Linked DNA regions of Rattus norvegicus: region 2 is linked to region 1. Evidence: chromatin contacts called from public Hi-C data. All regions are on one chromosome and are shown on one strand. Each heading gives the region's core, a stretch centred on a gene start, on an enhancer-like site or on the middle of the called end of the contact. The rest is flanking DNA. Distances are from core to core; before and after follow the strand shown.

What was found. Hi-C and Micro-C count contacts between places; a contact is called where the count stands out from the background.
Region 2: a Hi-C map of Schwann cells shows a contact between it and region 1, with 4 times the contacts expected there. The contact joins the promoter of Ebpl here to the enhancer-like site in region 1. A contact is called at or near these places in 2 of 12 Hi-C or Micro-C datasets (Schwann cells and hepatocytes).

What each region holds. Positions count from the first base shown.
Region 1 is chr15:39,651,109-39,656,185 of GRCr8, forward strand. No RefSeq gene overlaps it. Among named protein-coding and RNA genes, the nearest start is that of Arl11, 5.9 kb to the right of the region's middle. Within about 2 kb of position 3,608, at least 1 of the 93 cell types and tissues checked has an H3K27ac peak or open chromatin away from gene starts, as enhancers often do. A contact at or near this core is called in Schwann cells, where this site is marked.
Region 2 is chr15:39,705,930-39,710,905 of GRCr8, forward strand. It overlaps Ebpl (EBP like), which reads right to left and starts at 1,608. Exons shown (of 4, transcript NM_001108381.1): 1 at 1,421-1,608. The coding sequence starts at 1,591.

The DNA.
Region 1 (5,077 bases), core at 2,358-4,857:
ACCAGCTAAGGTTCTCCAAGTTCAATGATATAAACAGCGTCTCCAGCAATAGAGCCTGACTGACAGTTTTTGGAGAACAACAAATAGCATTACCAATAGCCTATGAAGTTGGTCTGTGTGTGAGATCCCTTTGGCTAATGACTCAACACGATGTAACTCATTTCTGCTACCGGGGCTTTAATTGGTAGCATAAAGTGTCTAATTGGGGCATTGTCTCCTTCATCATTTGGTAACTCCATTTTAATTCCTCTCATATGAGTATATATTTTAGAAAGTTTTATAGTGGTAGGTTTCCATATGGCTTTTCAAAAAGCTTTTAATGGTGGTTGTCCCCCCATATACCTCCCAACTTAATACTTCTATTCCAATTTCCCCTTTATTTCTTTTTTTTTAAAGATTTATTTATTACATATAAGTACACTGTAGCTGTCTTCAGACACACCAGAAGAGGGCATCAGATCTCATTACAGATGGTTGTGAGCCACCATGTGGTTGCTGGGATTTGAACTCAGGACCTCTGGAAGAGCAGCCAGTGCTCTTAACCGCTGAGCCATCTCTCCAGCCCCCGCCTTTATTTCTTTATAACGTTATATTCTCTTCCCCCTTCCTTGGAAGATCATCCTCCATGGTTCCTTACTATATACCTAGCCTCTGTGGTTATTTCTATTGAAACACACATATATAAAGCTTAGAAGCTAACATCCACGTAGAAAAAACATGTTTGTCTTTCTGGTCTGGGTTCCCTCACTTAAGATGAGTCTGTCATTTTCCTGTAAATTTCATAATTTTATTTTTTAGAAGTTGAATGACATTTTGTTGTGTAAATGTGCTAACTTTCACTATCCATTCATCCGTTGGTAGCTTGCCCTCCGAGAGGGAGTATTTGGGTCAGTTCACTGCATATCTAGAACACTTGGCTAGCTTTCAGAAGGCTCCAGGTTCAATCACCAGATGCCAAAACCAAAAAGAAAAAAATTGCTTCCTTATTTTATATCACCAGAGGATCCATGGGATCATAGACTAATAAAGTAAAGTGAGTCGGAAAACATGGAGTGAGGACAAAGTGCTGGTTCTTATTCCTTGGATCACCTTCAAAGTAGCTGCAGTCCCTCTCTCAGTAGGGAGCCTGCCAGTCCATCTCAGCCAGGTTCCAAAACAGACAGAGCCTTGTCAATGTGTGCAGTGATTACAGAGGGCGGAGTGCAGAACATTCAGCAGCACAGGGATGCATGCACCTCCCGCTCCTAGGAGTCCCCGGCAAAACACGAAGCCACCAGCCATTACATATCACAGAGGACAGGGCGCAGACATATGCAGGCCCCAGGCTTGCTGCTTCAGTCTCTGTGAGCCCATATAAACCCTGCTTAATTAATTCAGTAGGCCATGTTCTCCTGGCCTCCTCTGTCCCTCTGACTCCTCCAATCTTTCCTCCCTCTCCTCTGCAGGATTCCCCAGTCTCCTAGAGGAGGGACCCAGTGGAGATCTTAAGTTTAGATTCTCTCTCCTGGTGTGGGTCTCTGCAACCTGCGGCCAGAAGCCTCTCTGATGACAACTGGAGATGGCACTGGTCTATGAGTACAGCAGAGTATCATTAGGAGTCATTTCATTGGTTTTATTTTACTTTATTTTTGCCATTTGCGTTTGGTTCTACCCTAGGTCTCTGTGTTAGCCAGTGCCCAGTTCCTATGCAAGAGGCAGTGTAGAGCATGAATTCCATCTCATGGTGTGGGCTTCAAGTTAAACCAAGCATTGGTTGGCCACTCCCACAAGTTCTGTGAGTGGCACACACTTAGAACCCAGCACTCAGGAGGCAGAAGCAGGTAGTCTATGTGAGTTCGAGATTAGCCTGGTCTACATAGTACACTTCAAGCCAGCCAGGGCTACACAGTGAGATCTTATGTAGGTCTCTGTAGAGGAAGGAACACCTTCCTTTTGATTTCTTTTTAATTGGATCATGATGCCACACCAGGAACAAGCACCTAAGACACAGCTTCAAATACACATGTGCACACACATGTGTATATATGCATACTTACGGCTATACACACTGTTAACATAGGCCATGGGGACAGTGGTTTTGGAAAAACATTACCTTGTGTAAAGAAAAGCTAACATGGGACTGGTGGTGGTACTACTACACACCCTTAATCTCGGCACTCAGATCTGTGAGTTTGGGGCCAACCTAGTCTACAGAGTGAGTTCCAGGACAGCCATGATTGGGAAACAACAGCAACGAACAAACAAAAGAAAAAAGAAGAGAGAGGGAAGAGAGACACACACACACACACACACACACACACACAGAGAGAGAGAGAGAGAGACAGAGACAGAGACAGAGAGAGACAGAGACAGAGACAGAGACAGAGAGACAGAGACAGAGAAAGCTAACACGGAACATGGTAGAGGGAAGGATGCAGTCTTGGGGTCTAGGAGTCACCACACAAACCACTCAGACACTGATCTCAGTCAAACAGGGCTGCTTTATTGAATGCACTCTCCAGGACATTGATCAGCGATGCAGTCCAGACTCGGGAGCTGAATTGTAAAGTCCAACTAGAATCCTATAGAGCCTTTTAAGCCTGAAATTCACAAACATCTGTGCCAAGTTATTGCACCAATCAGGATAAGGGATTTCCTTAGAAACGTGTCTTTGTTGTTCCTTTATCCTGCTCTCACTGGTTGGGGTATTGAACTGTGGCTGGAGACTTGTCTTGCCTAACACTCATGTCTTAACTTGCCAACCGGGATGTACATGTCTTTCTGTTAAGCAGGATGTCAGTTCCCATGGTGTTTTGGGGGTCCATCCCAGGGGCCAGCTTATAAAGGCAAGAAACCATAAAAGCTCGCACATAGGTGCAGGAAGTGCTGCTGGGTGGTTGGTTCAGGTCCAAGCTTATTGTGGGTAACTAGACAAAGCAGTCCTGACTGACTTTATTGTGATTGTTTTCCAAGAACAACAAAGCACACAACATAACAGAATATGCATTCAACTCAGGCATGAGAAAGTTTCCTAGTGACAGCACACAAGAAAAGTTTCCTTGTAACATTAGTAGCAGTCATTAGTAATGACTGGCTAGACAGGCAACAGTTGCCTAGGCCTTAACAAGCAGCAATAGTGTTTTCTACCTAACACCTCTCCTGCTTTCTTCTTGCAAAAAGTAGCACTGTTTTATTCAGACACCAAGAGATAGGAACAGTGCTCTTAGAGAACATGAACATAGCCAAGATAAGAGAAGACATTTCTTGCTCTGGCCACTGAGATAACAGTGACAGAATGTGTGGGCACACACACAGTGACAGGAGAGGACAGCCACCATTCTTTCTTCCTGCTCTTAACTTCACTCAGGGGCAGATAATTCACTCTGTATAAGGACAAACCACCCATCTAATGATGAACAGAAACGTCGAAAGATGAATTCCTTCACGAACCTGAGCCAATCTGGAATGCAGCTCCACGTATGCAGCAGGGTGCACTGTGGCCTCAGACTTCATGTGCCTGTTCTGATGATGAGATAAAGAAGAAAGGGCTAACAGAACACAAAGGAGAAAGGGTTAGGGAACACAAAGGAGTCGATGATTAGCAGCTGATAGAGGCATAGCCATGATGGTCAGCATTCTCTTCACTGCCTCCTGTCACTGCTCAAAAAACAACAACTCAATTGTAGTGTCACAGAACTGGTCACTGAAAGGTCTAGCCTATAACAAAAGAGGGAAAAGGCAGTATAAGCAACATCTAAAATCAAAGCAGAAGGGATACAGCAACAACGATAGGTCGAGGTTCTAAGTGACAGGTAGAGTTCATTCTCTCTGTCCCAGAATTGCAGCCCTGCAATCTGTCTGGTGAAGTAATTCTTTAATTCAGATTATTTGTTTTCGGGGGGAGGGGTTGTTGGCTATTGTAGACTTCAACAATAAATGACATTGCTGGATGGAGCTTTCCTGTAGGGATGAACTGATGTCTCTTCGCCTCGGATTATCAACACAGGCCAAATCACAATCCATTCAAGTATGGCTTGGTGCAGTAGAGTTTATTTATCTCACTTATAGATGCATGCATAAGGAGTCACTGACAGGAGTGGTCCCCAAAGAGCAGTGTCACCACAAGTCTCACCTCAGCATGAAGGGAGACTTCCCTACAGAGGCATTGATGGACTCCATTTTTTAGTCAATGGTCTATACTTGGTATATGTCATAGTTTGAGTTTTATGGCTGTGAAGAGACACCATGACCAAAACAATTCTTATAAAGGTAAACATTTAATTGAGGCTGGCCTACAGTTTCAGAGGTTCAGTCCATTATCATCGTGATGGGAAGCATGGCATCATGCAGCCAGCCTTGGTGTTAGAGGAGCCAAGAGTTCTACATCCTGATTTGAAGAAAGTCAGGAGAAGGAGGCTCTCTCTTCCATGCCAGGCACAGCCTGAGCACTAGGAGCCCTCAGAGCCCTCCACTACAATGATGAACGTCCTCCAACAAGGCCACGCCCATTCCAACAAGGCCACACCTCCTAATGGTGGCACTTCCCATGGGCCAAGCATATTCAGACCACCACAGTATACTCAAGCATTGCCCTGGCCATGAACAGCTGGAGTAGAAATAAGGAGGCATAGGACGCAGTGGTTAGAATCACAAGTGAAGGCCTCATGGGTCTCCCTACCCCCTATGAAGGAATGTCAACAGATCCCGTTCTGAGGGAGGCTTGTAGGCAATACAGCTGCTCAGTTTAAGAGTGTAATCATTACTGAGCTCAGAGGACAATGGTCCACATACTCCTCGACAGTATAATGTGAAGACATTACACTATTTTTGCTGGAGACTGGAGTAAAATCACATAATTTTCAATACAATCTTAAATGAAAGAAATCAGAACCCAAGAGTGTATATATACTCTGATTACAACCATGGGGAACATAGCTATAATTAGCCTGAGCTGTAATTGGCAAACAGGATGTTAAGTATGCACCCAGCTGAACGCAGACATGGAGGATGTTGTGGATTCATAACGCTGCTCAGGCAAGAAGGCAAAGAAAGGAAAGACCACAGTGATAGCCATGACTGCTATAAAAGTCATGGCTCT
Region 2 (4,976 bases), core at 358-2,857, 53 kb after region 1:
CCTGATGGCCAGGTTATGTTCAATCTCCACCATCAGCTGTCAATTTGATGGGATCTATGGTCACCATGGAAACACTTCCCTGTCAGGGATTGTCTATACTAGGTTAACTGAAGTGAAAAGACCCTCTCTACATCTGAGTGGCTCCCTCCCTGGGGCCTGGGCTAAATACAGAGAACGTATCTACTGCTCTCTACTTCCTGACTGTAGCCTCCTGCGCAAAGGCTGCCTCCTGTTCTTGCCATGCCTTCCCCGCCACAGTGGAATAGAGTCCCTAACAGCCAGTCGGAACGAACCCTTCCTTAACTTTCTCTCCTCGGGATCTTACTGCAGCAATAATACCAGTAACTAAACAGAAACTTGGTCAACCTGACCACAAGGTTCTTGGGCCTTTGGAACTGAGTTATAAGAATGTGAACGGTTTGAAACTTAGGGCTAGAAAAGCTCTACAGAAGCTCAACGATGTTCTAAGAAAAGTTTAATTAGAACAGTCTGGTAAAAGTTTGGAAGATAAAGTTACTGAGAGAAATGAAGACAGTAGAAACCTGGGTCATGAGATTCCAGAGGGGAGGAAGACCTCTACTGCAAACTGGGCTAGAGCCCATTCAGGCTGTAGCCTGGTAAAGACTCTGGTTGCATTTTGCCTGTATCTTGAGGACATAAACTGGAAATGCATACACTAAGGAAGAGTGAACGACAGATTATTGAATAATGAACAGGCGGTTGAATAAATCAGGGGAAGTTTTTAAAAGATCTCAGAATTAAATGAAAACTCCTAAGAGGGAAGGTTATAGCTTCACATTATAGTGCTTACATTAAAAAAAGAAAGTCAGGAAGCCTGAACAAATAACTTAATGATGCACCTCGAGAGTTTGGAAAAGCAGGAATAGCCCAAAGTTCAAAGCAGTAGACTGCAAGACATACTAAAGCAAGGGAGGAAGTAATAAAATAAGAATAACAAAAGAGAATCAATAGGACAGATTATTACAAAAGATTAATAAGATTGACAAACCCTTTGCCAAACTAATGAAAAGACAGAAGAACCAAATTAATAAAACTAGGGATGAAAAAGAAGTTACAGACATCAAAAAATTTCAGAAAATTGTATGGACATATTTTAAAAACCTATATTCTATAAAATTAGGAAACCTACAAGAAATGGATTTCTAGATATGTTTGAACTAAACGGTTAAATCAAGTTTAGAGGGAGGAGGAGGAGAAATCCTAGCAATTCTCAGTTTGATTCTCAATTCATTTGATAGACCAGGCAGTCCCTGGGGAGTAGGGCGCTCCATATGAACTGGGGTCTCCATCAAGGCCTAAGGCTGCGCCTACTGGGCGCCAGAGACATCAGGGCCGCGGGGCTCCCACTCCTCTTCACTCGGGCGGAGCCCGAGGCAGGCGGCGACGCTGCGACACTTACCAGCACGAAGTGCACCAGTGAGTCGTAGCAGAGCCAGGCGAGCACCCAACGCTCCACCGCGCTCCGCCCGCGGCCCAGACGCAGGCCTAGCGTGCACCCCGCCGCCAGTAGCGCTGAGCACAACAGCAACGAGGACCCTGCCGCCGGGCCCAGCGCCCAACGCTCGCCCATGGTTCCACAGCACACCGGATCGAGCCGGGAGCTAGCGTGCTATCCGCTCGTGGGCGGAGCTTCTCGTGGGCGGGCCTCCGAGGGGCCCGGCCTTCCGGCCCATTGCCCTGCCTGAGCAGCACATTTCGGTCCTAATGGTTCCTGGACCAGGTTCATGCTTTACATATTTAGCTGCCTCCAAAAGATACAGTAAGTCTGACGTCAAACGAGGTTCAAAAGGTTGAGCCACAAAGTGACGTCCAAACGGTGAGGATTTTTGTCCGGAGATGGTAAATCTTGAAACAAAAAATTCGAAAGAGGCTTACCAAGTCTTGCCAAGGAGGCCCAAGCAAAGTCATTAACGGCCTCTCAACCATTGTCTCGTGTTTGAGTAGTCTTTGTAGTGCAAGCTAAAATGTTAATTAGTATACAGCCCAGGCTGATCAAGTTCAATGTTACTATCTGTCTCGACCTCCTAAGGGTAGCAACTCCAGGCAGGAACCCTGCCCCCACTCTTCCAAGCTTTTAAATTCCATGCAGATGACCGACTCTATTTCTGATACTTAACCCTCAAAAGTCAAATGCTGTTTGCCTCCTCTGGGAACATGCTTCAGCGGCATAGCACTTGCCTAGCAACCACTAGATTCCTAGGTTTCGGGGATGGGGTAGATTCTGGGAAAGGGGAAGGCAGTTGTTTAACGGAGTTAATTCCAACTTTGCAACAGAGGACATTTCTGCAGGTTGGCTCTGGCAGTGTGAGCAAACTGAGCACTTCTGCGCTTTAAAAATGTCTGGCTAGGAGGGTGAACTTTGTTATGTGTATCTTAGCAAGGCTGAAAAGATTGTTGGCATATGTTCAAAAACCTCCGCCCAGCCACTTCCTCTACTATAATACTCGTGGCAGATAACATTGGCAGACATTCTCTCTTTACTCTATATTACTACTCACTTACACTAGAATATAAACTTCACAAGGGCAGAGGCTGTGACTGTGTCTGGTGTGGGATCCTTGGCACCTATTATAGGATCTGGCAAATACCAGTTGTCCAATCCAAGAACTGCTAAGAGAGCAGAGCCAGTCCTGCCAGTCCTGTAACAGAAAACCAATTATTCCTTAATGTGGTCAGTGTGCTTAACTACATTTTCTCTTATCAAATTTTCTCGACGTTTAGTTGTGAATTTGACAGGATTTAAGATGAACTGGGAGACTACCCGCGGATGCCTATGAAGGGTTCTCTAGGTTAATTAAGATAGGAAGGCATGCCTTACCTGTGGACCTGTTCTTTAGGGTGGGCCCAGGGCTGACTGGCTAGGAGAAGCAAGGTAAGCACCAGCATGCCTCACTCTGCCTCCTGACTGCATGGATCAGTAGCTACCTCCAGCCCCTGCCACCACGATTTCTCCTGCCATGATGGACTAACCACAAACCCGGGAGCCAAAGCAAACCACCTCTTAGATTGCTTCTGTCAGTGTATTTTTTATCACAGCGGCAAGAAGAGCAATGAACTCTTGTAACTAATAGTCAGGGAGAGGCTGATAGCTAGAGATCTCACTGCCTGCTAGTCATTCAGAGGACTTCAGCATTTTGTGAAGAAAATGGGAAATCAACATACAAGAAGGATAATAGAAGATTGATATTAGGGGCGGAAGCATCAAATGGATGGTTTGGCAGTGAAGAGCACTTAACTGCTTTTGCATAAGACCCCGTTTGGCTGCCAGCATTCAAATGGCAGTTTACAGCTGTCCATAACTCCAATAGCCAGGGGTCCCAGTGTCCTCTTCTGGCCTCTGTGAGTGGCAGATATCTAACCCATATACACCCGATTAATCCTTCTCTCCACTGGTCTTTGACCACATCCTTCTGTGCTTCCAACAATGCCTTGTGTACAGACTTTTCCCACCTCCAGGTTTTTCAGCCAACCTGCCCAATTAACCTGTTTTTGCAGCACAATCAGCTTCGTATTTTGCAAATAATGCAATCTAATACAAACTTCTTCACCAGGTCAAGTGGACCACACTGTATCAAGTGCAGCTGGTCTAGGAAACACTGGCTAGCAGCATCCCCATCCTCACCAGACCATCCCTGAGATGAGCTTATCCTATGCCCTGGCATGGGATAGGATGCTCAAAAAATATTTTAGTGTTTCCAAAGGCTTAGTCTTAACTACTCATAAAAAAACAAAAACAAAAACAAACTCAACAACAACAACAAAAAAAAAACCAATATTACAAGAATATTATGAGGAAATTGAACTGAGATAGTATAAAACTTAAATTTTTAGACAGGGCAGATGCCTATATGCGAGGGCAAAGTTTAGGCTATAATTCCAAGTCTAAGACAAGGCTATTAACTATATAACTCTCAGGGCTGGAGAAATGGCTCAGCGGTTAAGAGCTCTGACTGCTCTGCCAGAGGTCCTGAGTTCAATTCCCAGCAACCACATGGTGGCTCACAACCATCTGTAATGAGATCTGGTGTGTCTGAAGACAGCTACAGTGTACTCCTATACATTAAATAATCTTAAAAAAAAAAAACTATATAACTCTTCACACACTAGAATTGTGTCGAGAAGATGGAAAGCTGCCATTTCACTGTAACCAGAAACTAGTCCTACTACTCATTCCTGGGGTCTGCGGCCTGTTTAAGTGTACAGGAACTAGGAAGGCAACATGCATAGCTGCTCTGGCTGGGCAGGGAGGGTGCATCTTAGAAGAACAGTGAGTTCAGTGTCTGCTCTCCGGAAATCAAAACGAGCTCCAATCACAAAGCTTGTAGTGATGAACACTTAAGAGACGTGGATGTTTCTCAGGGACAGGAGGGACCAGCAGCCAACAAAGCAGAGTAAGCTCCCTTAGGGTCACTCATCACTTCTCAATCCTGTCCACAAAACGGCTGCCCCCCAAAAAACCATTTTTACCTTTAAGCTACTACATGGATGTAAATGTATGCTGTGTAACATACTCAGGTTCACACTTACATAAACCTGCTAAAATTGCTATCTTATAGAGACACTCCAAATTTACTTTAGCTTTATGTACAGGGCCCTGTGTCTTTAGACGCCATCACTAGAGAGTAGGAGATGATAACTTTTGTGGAAAGGCAGGGAACTGCAGAACAAACTCCCTGCAGGGACTTTGTGATACCATTAGTAATCATACTGTTTCATTTATTTAATGCTTCTAAGATTTGCACTCATGACCTGGAGCATGCTACTCAAGCTCTCTACTTCTGCCTTGCTTTAAAAAACTTCTTAGCTCTCTGAGGAAAACAATTTCTTGTGTGCCTTAGGAAGTAATGAATATGAAAAGTTTTCAAACTACACTGACTTTTGGAACCAATACTAACTCAGCTCGACTGCTGAACAGCACTGAGAAAAGCCTACTGTACACCCGGCACACAGCTGTG